2 separate regions of the Triticum aestivum genome follow, and region 2 is linked to region 1. Evidence: chromatin contacts called from public Hi-C data. All regions are on one chromosome and are shown on one strand. Each heading gives the region's core, a stretch centred on a gene start, on an enhancer-like site or on the middle of the called end of the contact. The rest is flanking DNA. Distances are from core to core; before and after follow the strand shown.

Region 1 (7,685 bases), core at 3,129-5,628:
TTTTAAGAAGGGGTCAATACATATATATATATATATGAATGAATGAAACTCAACACAAATGATGGTAATAAAATAAAATTGTGAATATTGTTATTTACGCACTTCATATTGTTTGTCGGAGTAGCCCTGCTCACAGGTCGTGTGGCGGATGGACTCGCAAATGTAGTATCCACAGAAATCATTCCCTTGTTCCTGCCACAACCACTTTACAAGAAATAGAGGTCAATCAAACTGATAATTAGCAAGCATGCTAAATGGTATTGATGAAACTAGCGCTTGAATCACTAGGAGATTTCTTCAATACTTTGACACTATAGGAACCCTCTCGACCCCTCGGCGATCCTCGACCCCTTGAACCCTCGACGACCCTGGAACCCTCGACCCCTAGACGATCCTGGAACCCTTGATCCCTCGACCCTAGAACCCTCGACCCGGGATAATATAGACAACGCTTCAAGGGGGTAATACCGACAACGATGAGATACATACACGGGAGAAATTAATGTTATCGGGGAGGGGGTATATCGACCCCCCCACGTATTGAAGTTATCGGGAGGGGGTATATGGACCCCCCCCCCTCATGTTGAAGTTATCGGGAGGGGTATATCGACGATGACAGAGGAGAAGATCGAAGAAAAAAAGAAGAAAAAAAGAGGAGAAGAAGAAAGGAATAGAGAAGTAGAAGAAAAAATAGAATATTTTCTATTTTTTCTTCTTCTCCTCTATTTCTTTCTTCTTCTCCTCTTCTTTTTCTTCTTTTTCCTCTTCTTATTTATTTCTCCTCTTCTTCCTCACCTCTTCTTCTCCTTCTTCCTCTTCTTATTTTCCTTTTTCCTCTCCTTCTTTTTCTTCTTCTTCCTTCTTTCTAGCTAGATATATAAAACTTTTCTAAAAATGTAACTTTTGCATATATAAAACTTTTTTCTTCTTCTTCCTTTCTTCCTTCTCTTCCTTCGTCCTAAATATATAAAACTTTTCTAAAAATGAAACTAACCTAAAATTAATGTACTAAATCAGAGAACAATTGAAAACACCATGCATATTACAATTGAAAAAATACATACATTCATACAAAAATATATATAAAACAAGCATATATATATGAAAAAAATGAAAAAGGAGGGCGCCGGCGGCCGGACCAAGCTGCGGCGAGGATGGCGGGGTCGGGGCAGAGGCGCGGATGACGGCGAGGGCGGGCCGGGGCGGCGGCGTCGGGGCAGGGGCGCGGGCGACGGCGACGGTGGTGGGCCGGGGCGGAGCGCGTCGGGCCAGGGGCGGGCAGGGGCGGCGCGCGTCGGGGCAGGGGGCGGCGGGCGGGCGACGGCGACGACGGGCACGGGCGAGGCGACGGCGACGGCGGGGGCGACGGGCGGCGTCAGGGCAGCCTGGCGGCGTCGATGTGCTCGGCGTCGTCGGGGGGAAACTGGCGAGGGAAATCTGAAATTTCCCAAGTGTTTTCTTATATAGCAAGGGCATTAGTCCCGGTTCGTGCCACGACCCGGGACTAATGCCCCCCTTTAGTCCCGGTTGGTGCCACCAACCGGGACCAAAGGCCAATTTTCAGCAGCCCAAAGGGCGGGAAGCGGCGGCCTTTGGTCCCGGTTGGTGGCACCAACCGGGACTAAAGGGGGGCATTAGTCCCGGATCGTAGCACCAACCGGGACCAAAGGCCTGTGCTGCCCCGAACCTAATATTTAGTCCCACCTCGCTAGTTGAGAGGGAGGCGCACCTGTTTATAAGGTGCGGTGCGCCTTCCCTCTCGAGCTCCTCTCTTAAGCAGGCTTTCGGGCCTAACCCTGCAATCCGTGCCTGTGGGCCTACTGGGCCTTCTACGGGCCTGAATCCTGGCCCATGGTAGGGTTTCTAGTCGTATTCAGGCCGTGGGGGCTCAGTAGGTGGCACTTTTTTCCAGTTTTTTGTTTTGTTTTCTGCATTATTTATTTTCTTTTGTTTTTTTCTTTATTTTTTAATTCTTTTTGCTTTTAGTTTTAGAAAAAATATAAACTTTCTGTTAGTGCCATTTGTTTTTAAATTTGAAAACATTTTTTTGTTTTCTTTGTTGCTTTATTCATTTTATTTTGTTTCTACTTACAACAAAATACTTATTGTTGCTATTTTTATTTTTTTCCAGTTTTTTTTGTTTTGTTTTCTACATTATTTATTTTCTTTTGTTTTTTGCTTTATTTTTTAATTCTTTTTGCTTTTAGTTTTAGAAAAAATTATAAACTTTCTGTTAATGCCATTAGTTTTCAAATTTGAAAACACTTTTTTTATTTTCTTTGTTGTTTTATTCATTTTATTTTGTTTCTACTTACAATAAAATACTTATTGTTGCTATTTTTAGTTTTTTCCAGTTTTTTTGTTTTGTTTTCTGCATTAATTATTTTCTTTTGTTTTTTGCTTTATTTTTTAATTCTTTGAAATTTGTGTGAATAGTTAAATTGAATTCTTTGAAATTTGTGTGAATTTGAAGTTTGTGATTAACTTTACTAGTGCCATTATTTTTTCAGTTCTACTTAGAAATAAATACTTACAGTTTTTTGGTGATTTCTTTTTTCTTTTAGGTCACAAAAAATAAAAACTTCTCTGTTAGTGAACATAGATGCACTTATAGAGAAAATTAAACATAAATTCATAATCAATTTCTATTTATAAATTTAGGTCCAATTTCCTCTATAGGTGCATCTATTTTCACTTTGAGAGGAGATCAACAACACAGAGAGGGACGGGCTTATAAACAGGTGTGGGCGCCCTTCGGTTGGCGAGGTGGGACTAAAAGCTGGGTGCAACGAGGGCCAACCCTTTAGTCCCGGTTGGTGGCATGAACCGGGACTAAAGGTAACCCTTTGGTCCCGGTTCATGCCACCAACCGGGACCAATAGTGGTGGGCCAGGAGCCAGGACCATTGGTCCCGGTTCGTCCCACCAACCGGGACCAAAAGGTCCGGACGAACCGGGACCAATGGCCCACGTGGCCCGGCCGGCCCCCTGGGCTCACGAACCAGGGCAAATAGCTCCATTGGTCCCGGTTCTGGATTGAACCGGGACTAATGGGCTGAACTGGCCTGGGCCATTGCCCCCTTTTCTACTAGTGTGAATCTTCAGTTAGGGCAAGATCTTGGGCTCATTTTGGCTTCGTTTTGACTAGGTCATCGGCATTGCCCTACAAAGGGGATGATTTCTTCGTGTATTGTTCTCCTGTTCCTCCTCCGTATGATGAAGGGTGCGAGGTTTGTGTCTTCCATCTCTGTCTGGTAAGAGTTGGGGCTATCTTTCAGGCCTCCTCGGTGTCAGCTTCTCCATTATGGTGATTTGGCCAGATCATGATCACCGACGTCGTTTTGCCTACATCGATGACTCTCTGCAGGGCACCTGGATGCACAGGACACATGGTGCAGGATTTTTGTCCTTGTAATTTTCATTTACAGTTTAGTGTGTGACACCCTATCTATAAATGAAAAATGTGTGTTCTTTAACGTTGGGACATCGGGTCATTTTCTCTCTATGTATGCCCCTGTTTTTTGGCCATTGCTTCTTCAAGCTCTTGTGTGTTAACAAAGCTGCTCTGCTAAGGCGAAGACCTAGAGACAACGACTAGGTTTGCTCATGGTGCACCACCGACGGATGCAAAGGGAAGACGGTGCTGATTTATTTAAGAACTTACATGTAATTTCTTATATTTGTAAGGGCTGATTTTGATCTAATGTACTCCCTCCGTCTGAAAATACTTGTCATCGAAATGGATAAAAAGAGATGTATCTAGAACTAAAATACGTCTAGATGCATCCCCTTTTATTCATTTTGATGACAAGTATTTCCGGACGGAGGGAGTACCACCTACGGGTTTTTGGCAAGACAAAAAAAAAACAGAGCTTGCACATGGTTTTAGCTCACCTTGGTCCCTCGTTGATCTGCATCAGCGGAGGTTCATCTCTTGCTTGCCGATATATTAATTGGCGTCCGGCCTGGCTAGTTGCTCTGGATGCATGCATGCATGCACCAAGGCATGAGTTACCTGCCCATCCAGAGTAGACGCGTGCGAGATGATCGAGCTAGCTCACATGCGCATCCGACCGCCGTCCGACCGGAGTTGTTCCTGTATCCCGCCATATCTCGCACGACGCACCCATTTAGCTCACGCATCACATGCATGGGCTCGCCGCTCGCCGGCAGAAGAGAGAGTTGTTCACTGGCTCTTCCTAGCATGCATTCCCTCCCTGTGACTACTAGCTAATTAATCTAGCTTTCCTGGTAACCACCACACTCGATCACATCACATGCACCCCTCTCACCAATTATTTCTTTCATTTCTTTGAGAAATGTACATACACTCATTGGCCTTGTCCCTGGTTGTCAACTGGGTATTATAAGACACGCACCGGATCCTCCCAGGACATCACATTTTGTGTCAGAGCCGTGTTTCTCGGGCTCTCTCTCCACCATCACAACAGCACAAAGGCGGCAGCGGCATCGCGCGCGGCCCCATTGCTCTCCCCGCTTTGTGTCAGACACCAAATCTTCCTCACCTTCTTCTTCCTCTCTCTCTCCCCCACCCAATCTCCTCCTCCCCCACGACCGCCCCTCCTGCCTTTTAAGCCACGCGCCCGCGCCCCCCGCGTACGCCTCCCGCCTTTCCTCTCCCTCATCACCCTCTCCTCCTCCTCCTCCTCTCTTTCTCTCTGCGAGCGAGGTGTGGTGAGTTGAGGTGAGTTGAGGATCTTGGGTGGACGAGCCGTTTGATGGACGCCAAGGGCGCGACGGAGAGCTCAAACCCTAACCGCGTCGTTACCAGCTCATCCGCTGCAGCGGCGTCGGCCTCGGCGCCGACGAAGCGCATGCTGGCGTTCCACTTCCTGCGCGCGCTCTCCCGGATCCACGGCGCGGCCGGCCCGGCCAGGCGCCGCACGCGCACCATACGCCGCGCCGCCTACTCCTCCATGGCCCGCGCCACCGGGCCGCGCCGCGCATGGAGCCGCGCGCTGCTGCTCCAGGCCCAGGCGCGCGCGCGGAGATCCAGGGCGGAGACGTCGAGGCGGGCCGCGGTGCTCGTACGGAGGCGCGTCGTCGCCGGACCGGCAGCAGCAGCACCACGCGCCGCCGCCGCTCCTGTCGTCGGACACGGGCAGGCATCGTCGGCGGCTGCTCGTGCGGCGCTGGTCCCTCCGCCCCCTCCGGCACGGCAGGCGGGGGAGCCGGCCAGGAGCGACGCGCTGCGGCGGCTCGTCCCGGGAGGCGCCGGGATGGAGTACTCCAGCCTGCTGGAGGAGACCGCCGACTACGTCCGCTGCCTCCGCGCGCAGGTGCAGCTCATGCAGGGCCTCGCCGACCTCTTCTCCTGCCAATGATTCATCCAGTCCGTCATCATCATCATCATGCATCCTCCGGTCGATCGAGTAATTCTAAATTATCACTTCTTCCTGCACGTACCATCCATGGATTGAAATCATACGATGCTGCTGCGGTGCGGCCTCCATGATATCGATCCATGGATCTCTTGTTCATGTGACATGAGATTGGTCAATGCATCGATCGCGCATGATCAACATAGAGGATTACCTGCCGGCAGGGGAGAGTTAGGTACGGTGGAGGTGGAGGAAGATTGGTGGAGTATATATGCTGAGCTGCTGGCAAGGTGAATTATTAGTAGGTGAGAAAAGATTGGGTGTAGTATGCATTTGTATAGGTTGGGGACACATTGGAACCACACCAGAAAATACAAAGGTAATTAATTGTAACATATAAAGAGATAATCGATCGATATGGAGTTACGTATATACTAGTGCAATGTTGTTGGGTTAATTACTTCATTGATCTACGCATAATATGTTCTTGATTGAACTACATATATATGCTAGATGGGTGCTATATGTTGTTGGGTTAATTACTTCATTGATCTACGCATACCATGTCATGTGGGTGCTATATATCTTGAAGCTATAGATGTGTAGGTTATGAGGCATATCTATACTCTTCCCTTCCTGTTACCTTTTCTCTTGTAGGTCTATCTGTGAATTCTGATTGGTGAACAAGGTAATTAATTAGGGGAACTTTACCATGCATGCCTACACATGCAGTTCCATGCACGAAAGCATAGCAATGTTTCCTTCCATGCATCCTGATGCATGTGACAGATTGTATATTGCTGTTGAGCTAGCTAGACTCATATGTTGATTGCTCTAGAATCAAAGAGTAGTTCCCTCTTCCCTGCACATGCATCCATGTATAGCTGGATGATGCTCTAGCTAGATATATAGCTAGCTGCCTTTTGCCTTGTGATTAGAGTGCTTGAGGGGTGGTTATGCTTAGATTGTTTGGTGGAGTGTTTATTATCCAAGCTCCTCCCAAACTTGAGAAAGTGGGATCCACAATCCATGGAAGGCAGGGGTTTGATAGTCTTTGAGCTGGAGAAGACATAACTTGTAGCCAAAGGGACCTAAGACATTCTCTCCATCGGCGGTTAGCATCTTTTGATTAAAGTGCCTCCCTTTGGTTTTTCCCTTTGAAATCATCTTCTCTCTCTCTCAACTACCAACATATACCTGTTCCTTTTTAGGTGCCACCGGAGTATTCCGTGTGTGTACTTGATGCTGGTCTTCTCTGTTTGCTTCTCCTTTTGCCGTGTTCTTAGTTGTCTTCAGACACATGCATGCGTTCCATGCTTGTTTTCTTTATGGGGGTTAAGAATCTCAAAGGCTTGATGTTGCTTCTTTTGCATGTCTCAGTTCACACAAAGGAAAGTAATTAGGCTGCATGTCATCTCATCTGATACTTATACACCGAACATTTAGCTTAACTCATGGTAAACAATATGAGTACAAAATACAGAACGTTGGAGTCACTATATAGACATGAAATATATATATGCATGTGTGAGATTATGCACTATTCCACATATCTCAATTGCATGTAATTTCCTGTATGTGTGCCACTTCTTTGATTTTATACCTATTGAGCTTATTTTGGGCAAAAGTTTTATAGTTTCCACTTGCATATGATTATTTCCACTTACCTATAACAATACACTTTTTTTTCTGATAGTATGTTAGTATTATATTTTACATTGTTTTCAAAATTGACATTGCCCTGTTGCTGTCAATTAATTATTCATGTGACAAAGGCTTCGGCTGAATCCCCACTTTTTGACACGACTAGCTGCATACGTGTGTGCATCTTGCCTGAGAAGTCATTGTCCAATATCTTGCATTGGACCACAAATTAGCCATATAAGATGGCTATAAATCATTCACATCACTAAAAATGGTACTCAAATAATGAACAGCTAATGACATCTTGAAGTCCACCAGCTCATAATTGGCCCACTTGAAGATTAGCTGTACTCTCTTTTGCTAGTATCAACTTTCCCTTCAATTAATATGAATACAAGACCAAAGTTTAAACAAAATAATGCTGGCTGATCAACATGGTGACTGATTATTTATGGATATTTTTTCTTTATGAACACTAGTATATATGTCTAGGCCAAATTAAATCACATCCAAGATTTGTACTAGCTATATACTCCCTCCGTCCGGAAATACTTGTCAGAGAAATGGATGTGTCTAGACATATGTTAGTTCTAGATACATCCATTTTTATCGATTTCTTCGACAAGTAATCCCAGACGGAGGGAGTATTTCCCTGTCTATCTAATTTTCTGTTAGCCAGCCTCCAAAAAAAACTAGGGGC
Region 2 (7,685 bases), core at 1,351-3,850, 210 kb after region 1:
CAACCTTAACAGAGTAGATCTGCAAGGTGCTCCCAATGATGGCATTTCTTGGCATACGGCCTGGTGTGCAGTGTGTAAAGAGCATGGAACTCGCTAACGCTGCATGCCAATGAAGCGTTAGTTAGAAATTAACAGCTACAAACTAAGCATGTGATCCCCTTTGCATTAAGTTATCAGTTTGGCTACATACAAAGGAAAATCCCACCCCTAATTATAGAACAAATGTTGAAGAATGAATGGAGTGAAAAGTGCAATGGGAGCAAATAGAATAAGGCTTAAGAAAGAATAAGACTTAATATAATTTATAAGCACTAATTAAACTTGTGTTACCTATGTGGAATGTAGAGCTTTTAGTAAGTCTACAAATTCTGTATAAGTATCAAGTACTATTTTCCCGGCATTTGTCCTATATCATCACCTTATTTAAGTTCTCACATGGGTAGCTTTGCAATCTACAATGCTATTTACAAGTTCTCATGCCAACATTACTTTTCAGCTAGGAAAATACACGTTTCAAAATCTTTGATTACTGCTACCAAATGTAAACTAGTGATCTTAAGTTTCAGCTATAGTTAGACCTCAATCAAACAGACACTTCAATCTATATAATACCTGAACAACAAGTAGACTGACACCCACATGTTCAGAAAACAAGGCATGGGCAACCACAGGGTTGTTGTTGTTGTTGTTTTGCTTTTCTGTTCCTTTAATAAAGAGAGTATCGCAATGTAATAGAATAGTACATAATGTACAGTCAGATTGGCATGGTGACCTTTCTTTATTTTCTTAACACTAACTGTGAAATTGATTGAGATTGAGATCCTTCTCTTTTTCCTTCAAATTCACAAATTCTCTTTTTTGAGTTTGTATGTATCTATTGTTGCAGAGTACATCAGTCCACAGGGGCTGATGTTTAGAAAATTCTGCTTTTTCTCTATAAATGTCATACTGTGTAGTCATCCAGCTTCCATTGCTCTTTGTTCCCATTGGACGGTGGCTCCCTGGGAGCGGATGACTGAGTTTAGTCCTACTATTATGTGTGAGGCTGTTGTATGTAAAAGGATGAAGTAATAATTGAATCTTCAGTAAGATCATGGTTTCACAGGTAATCTTCCATAAACATTGCTAGACAAAACGTTCCTAAAGTTAGCAATAACGGGTTTCAGTGGCGGGCCTAGGAGTGTGTATGTGGAGTGCCCCAGCAGGGCCTGTCCGCGTGTGATTTTTGGAGGTCGTGGATAATGAACAAACACGGTGAAGGTTCAGTAAGGCGGCGCCTGATTTGATGTGATGCAGGAAAACTGTGCAGCTCAATCTAATTTTTGCTACCTCAACAATAATTTCCACAATAATATGTCGTCGTGTCCCTAAACTTATTTCAGTCAACTCTCTTCCAGACTTTTTTGTGTGTATGGATCTTTTCGCTAAGTGTAAGACAATATGCGTGTCTTATTTCATTTAATTTAAGGCTAAATGTGATGAGTTTACAGTAGCCAATTTCTTTGTTATAATGAATTTTGGAAGGTAGAAAAAATAATAATATACTCTATATTAGATCGAGTCAATTGAATATAGATCAAGTATTTATATCTGCAATGCAAACATTCTCTAGTTATTGAACGAAGGGTTCAGAGGTTATAGAATGGATGTAATTATATTTGCTTGCATAGTGAAAAGTGCAGTTTGAGCAAGTAGAAAAACAAACGAACTGTAAACACGATCATAGTGAAAAGCATGTGTGCAGTTGTTTACTTACTCATGTCCTCAAAACTCCTCGCAGGGCGCCATAACGACTCCCAGCAGCTACGGTAGGCATCCAATCCCTCGACCACCATCCCGACTGCTATTGATTCAGATTTTGTTTCTTCATCCTTGCTCACCTCCTCCTCATCAACCTTCAGCTCCATCGATCTCAGTTTGCAACCAAGATCATCCCTGCTGATCTCCTCCTCCTCAGCCTTCACCTCCATCGATCTCAGTTTTCTGTCAAGCTCCGGTTCCAGCCTCCGAAGCATATCGATACTTGCAGAGATTGATTGCATTTTGGAGAGAAGGGCGAGATCATGCTCGTATCTTGGGAAGTGTTCCCACAGATCACGGATCACCTCGCAGCACGAATCTAATGGGCAAACGGGCTTCTCTTCCTGTTCCGCCATCTTTTCTTTTCCCCGGAGTGCAAATTCTGCCACCATCGAACTAGAAATCTCTCCGGCGAGAGTGTCGAGCAGAGTGCCCAGATCTTCGATTCCCTCGCTCTCTGTGATTCTTTACCCTGGTTTTCAACGCCCTCTGTGAGGAGCAGCTTCAGCGTTTCTGAGGAGATGCCCGTGCGCTTTCCTGATATGATCCCCTTGCGTTTCCTGGATCCGACCCCCTTCCGCTTCCCGGATCCTATCCGCCTCACGGTTGATTCCTAATCGAAGTCAAACACCCCCATGATCAGCTCTCCGGATCCGGATAGGAGCCCTTCGGCAGAAGCAACTTCAGCTTTCCTGAGGGGAAGGCATTGTGCTTCCCTGATCCGATCCCCATGACCTCCACGCTTCCTATCGGCTCCACCTCGGATCGGTTGCCAGTTCTTAGCGGATCCATCACACAAGGGCAGCCAGCACTCTTCTTTCTCTTCTTCACCGCCGCTGCGCTTTTTTTTTTTTTGGATCCTTGGGCGATCGATCGCCAGAAGAGTTCCCATCGACCCGGAAAAGGGTCGATCCTGGCCCATTATGGAGCACGTAGGAAAACAATGGGCTAGGCCCAAATAGCAGTTTTTCCCAAAAAAAAATGCCATTAGCAAATAATGGGAAAAAACTCGTACAGGAAAAATATAGTTTACAACTGACATGGTCTGTTTTATAAAAAAAATGCCATGCTGTACTTTATAAAATATATTTTTACGCAAGTCCAATAAATTTCCCATGGCCCAAACACTTTTTTTTGTAAAAAGAAAAATGTCCCCTCTTAATAATAAAAATCCCATTCTATCTTAATAATAATAATAATAATAATTTCCATCCTATTAATAATAAATTTTCACGTTATTAATCATTAAAACTCCATGCTCTTAATAATAAAATTAATAATAAATTGCCATGTGAGAAAGTAAAAAAAACGAAAATTGCCATGAATAAGTGATAAATTTCCCAAAAAATTTCAATGGGGCATTGAAAAGGACCTAAAAATTGCCATGTTTTGGAAGACAGAACATGTCATGGTTAAAAGTAAAAAAAATATTTTGCACGCTACCCATAATGAAAAAAATGTACATGCCAAGTTTAGAAGAAAAAACCTATTTAACAATAGATTTTTTTCTTTGAAAAATGAAAAAAAAATATCCGTATTTTTGGAAAAACAATTCGAATGAACAATCAAATTTAAAACCAAAAATAGCTTTCAAAAATCCAAATTTTGTAGTTTATGCCCAAGTGTTAACAACCCTCCACTTTAGTCGAGATAAGTGCCCCTGTCTCGTAGGTAGGAGGTCGGGAGTTCGAACCCATCCATGCGCGCCTTGGTCCTGCACTTTTTGGAGAAAACAAAAATTAAAATGTTCGCCAGGAACCGAGAAAGGACGAACAGCTCCAGTTGATCGGCCTTGCGCCAAGATACGTGCAATAGCGGGGAAGGCGTTCGCTGGGGTTGACCTCCTCGCGACCTTTCGTCGGTTATCACTTCCGGGTTTTTTAGCTAGAGTTAAGGGATTCTATGGTACTTCTTCTGTTTTTGTTGTCCGCATATAAAATTTGTCTAAAGTCAAACTTCATAAAGTATGACGAACTTTAAATAAAAGAAGGTATCAACATTGACAATATAGTATTCTAGATATTCTTCTTTTTTTATATAAAGTTGGTCAAACTTTGTATAGTTCGACTTCAGATAAATCTTCATACATGAAGTAAAAAGAAACTAAGGGAGTACAGGCAAACGAGACACAAGTGTTAATTTAATCGATAACTCTCAATTTAATTATTTTATGGGAACCCATTTTCAAAAAAAAAGCATCTTCTGTGAGATGCTAACCGTCGGTTGTGTGATAATTCTAGAAGATTGACCACTCGTTGGATGGAGCGCGGGACAACTATCGGATCTCTCTCCAATGAGCCGTTGAGGTGCGCCAGCCTTTGCAACAATGCTCATGTTGCGCTTGGCGCTTTGCAACACGAGCTCTCTTACACTCCCTGCCAAACCTTGTTTTCCTTTTGTTTCACACCATGCGACGATCATCGGATCATTGCAACACAGACAATGTTGCGGTCATCCATTTCTACATGGACCATGTTGCGGTCATCTCGGCTTGTGTCACTGGGGCCAACAACGACTTGTCGCAACTCCACCTCTTGCAACACGACACGTGTTGCAGCATTGGCAGTGAGCGGTGGCCGCCCAACTTAATTGCAACACCGATGCCCTACATGCCTGCCATGGCAGCACATGCGGTGAGTGAGAACCCCCCCCCCCCCCTTCCCCCCTCCCCCCTTGCAGCGCCGGTACCTGCAAACATCATGTGTAGATCTAACCCAGCACCAGCGACGAGCTGCGTTCGGCGGCAGCCCCGGGACCTTGCAGCAAGCCATGGATCTGGCCCAAGTCATCCTAATTTGAAGTTTAGTGGCCCGTTTAGATGACTGGAGTAACACTAGACAATTTGTATGACACGGCCGAACTACGTGTGTAGCATGACTGATTAACAACAAGCACGTCAAGGTGGCCGAGAAATGTAATTATTCACGATACAAAAAATGACAGTAGAGTAGAATAACAAGGGTCTTGTGAGAGTTCTTTCAACTGAACCACAATCGCAGGGAGAAACCAGCATCAATTCTAGCAACATCAATTGGCAGAAATAACAAGCAAACAACTCCAAGAAACAATAAAGCAGTTAAGATATAACAACCGTACGTGCATAAGTAGGCCAGTTATTTGTCTCCAGATAGAAGTGCTAGTTGCAGACAAGCTTAGAATGCAACATAGGCCAGAGGTTTAGATAACATAATACAAATCCTACCAAAGACTAATAAACAGACCAATCCATTTCTCTCAACAGAGAGGGGTGTAGAGCTGGACACATCCCAAATGGGTCCACATGGCCACTTGCCTGGATAGTCACATCATCGTCAACCATTAGAGACCAAGCCACTGTAACCTCGACCTCCATCTCCCCAAGGACAATTCTCTCTTTACTAAAATTGCACTTCTTGGGTGTAAAATGAACATCACCACATATGTCACCACATGACGAGTAGGCCTTGATACAAACAATCAATTCTCCTCTTAATTCAGCAGAAACAACATTCCTCTGCAGATCAATATAACCATGCTCATCTGTAAACCTTCTCCCATCAGCTGAATCAAGCAACACAATTTGCCTAGATGAGGGCCAATTGACTTCATGTACACCACGAGGCAGCGAGGAGCAGACAACTCGGCCGCCATGTGGAAAAGGCGGTGATCCATGTTCAACGATATGAACATCCAAGATAGTTGCCTGGACTGACCCCTTAAATCGCTCAACGCAAAGCTCCATCTTGCAAAAGTGGTTGCTGACATTCAGGGTAGAAAACCGACCACCAGCATTCGCATCATGAGACAATATATCACTGATGAATGTTCTATCTTCAGACTCTGCTCTGCCCTTTAATTTTAGTTGGATTTCAAAAGAAACAGTGTCTTCACACAAAATTGCACGAGTTGGGCCAGTCAAGCGCAAAAAGGGATCCTACAACCATTGTCATTTGTCACTTACTGATCAACGAATCAACAACAACAAGAACAAAAATTATACCATGCATACCTGTTGAGTGATGCACTGCCACTCATCTCTTGGACAAAGGAACAGAGGGTTTCGGCAGCTGTCCACGGTGTCTCGGGCTGCAACAATTCCATAAACCACTAGTGGCCACTCGAGATCAGTAATTTCTGTAATCTTGATTGAGTAGATCTGCAAGCTCAGTTGGTCAACAGCGTACCATGGCATGCGTCCAGGTGTGCAGCTTGTAAAGAGCATGGAAGTCAGTGATGCTGCATGAAGCCAAGTCAAGTGCGTTAGGAATGTAACGCAGAGATTAGAAGAGGTAACATCTGATTTCGTTCACATCAATGTAACATGTAGCCATAGGCTCATAAGCATCCACGAGTATTATTTATCAATTAGACTGCAAAATAGATATATTTTTCTCCACATGTATCAATCTCCTCGTGTTGTAGCAAAACATTCTCTGAACAGCTACCTATGTTTTTTTTTTTGAACAAAGCAAGGCACCAACAGGTGCCAATATATTCAGCTCATAGTCAAAGTACATCAAGAGTTACAAGATCTGCAAAGTATTATAAAGGAGAGAACAGCAGAACTCAGCAACTACAGCTGAATACAAGTCTTAGAAAGTAGCAAGGGATTAACCCCTGCTAATGAACAGCAAGACTAATAAGGAGAAGTACATCTGGAAAGCAAGATTCTCACCACAAGGAAAAAGGTTGTGTGATACTGAAGCCCCAAAGTGCTACACATTGTGCTACTACTTATAAGCAACTAATTAGGCATAAAGAAAAGACTAATCCGCCAAATCCAATACTAATAGACATAGAGTTGAGTGCAGAGTTGGTACAACTACACAAGTAGTAACACATGCGGCGAGAGCAAGAAAAGATGTACTCACTCAATTCCTCAAACTTGTTGGCGTTGATCAATTCCCACATGCTACGGCGGGCAGCGAACAGCCCCTCCTCCTCCGCGGAGTCTGATTCATGCTTAGAAGGTCTCAGCATCAATTTCAGTTCATGATCGAGGCCTGGGTTCGACCTGCGGAGATCATCGATGCGTGCGGAGATAGACTGTAGCTGGGAGAGTGCGCGCAGGCAGCGCTCAGACTTGAGCCAGGATCTCACTGCATCCCTCTCGTTGGTCGAGGAAGATCGCAGCAATTTCTTCATCTCGTCTTGGAGATGATCCATGTGCGACTCGTCAAGTGATTTTTGGGGCATCCCATACACCTGCTCCTGCTCCTCCTCCTCTTCGGCGTGGCGACCGATCATCTCCGCTTTAGTTTTGTTGGTTTTTGAACGCTAGAACAAATCCACCCGGAGCAACCCGCACTTGCAAGCTAGCCTCAACAAGAACACAAGCTAGCAGGTGGATTGATTAGCGATGCCACGTTGGCCTGGGCTTGCTTTAACTTGCGATCGGCTCTGTCGGCGGAACGTACTAGCGCCAAACAGGATCGATACTAAGCTAGGCCTAACACAAACCGACTAGGTATAGGTATCCTACATGGATACGCACACACACACGGGAAAAAGGAAAAAAAAAACATATGTGACCTGGACTCACGCTAACTATCTTTAGACCTATTCCATCGAAAGACACGTGCCAGTGTGAATCTTAAAGCATCCGTATAACTTCTTCTCAACTTATCCACAATCCTTTGCCTAATCTCTCTATTCTTCCTTCCCCGCGAGACAAGACGGCGGTGGCCGGCCAACCAACTCCAGAACCGACCGCGGCGACATTGGCCCGGTGATGCAGATTACAGAGGGTGTGGATGATGTGGTTGGGTGGAGTTTTTTTTTTTGACGAATATGCAACGCAAAGTTTGCATATCATTGCATTGATAGAAGGAGTAGAATAAATACAGATAGGGATACAATACATGGCACGAACGTAGACAGGCGTGAACATAGTGCCTAGAGCAGAA

What was found. A called contact is a pair of places that touch in the nucleus more often than the background predicts.
Region 2: a Hi-C map of leaf shows a contact between it and region 1, with 5 times the contacts expected there. The contact joins the promoter of LOC123042336 here to the promoter of LOC123047000 in region 1. A contact is called at or near these places in 2 of 5 Hi-C or Micro-C datasets (both in leaf).

What each region holds. Positions count from the first base shown.
Region 1 is chr2B:730,132,140-730,139,824 of IWGSC CS RefSeq v2.1, forward strand. It overlaps LOC123047000 (transcription factor IBH1), which reads left to right and starts at 4,379. Exons shown (of 1, transcript XM_044470478.1): 1 at 4,379-5,798. The coding sequence starts at 4,739. The coding sequence ends at 5,344.
Region 2 is chr2B:730,341,578-730,349,262 of IWGSC CS RefSeq v2.1, forward strand. LOC123042336 reads right to left here and starts at 2,601. Exons shown (of 3, transcript XM_044464809.1): 1 at 1,757-2,601; 2 at 1-99. The coding sequence starts at 2,192. It overlaps LOC123042337, which reads right to left and starts at 7,208. Exons shown (of 3, transcript XM_044464810.1): 1 at 6,651-7,208; 2 at 5,789-6,015; 3 at 4,857-5,713. The coding sequence starts at 7,026. The coding sequence ends at 5,009.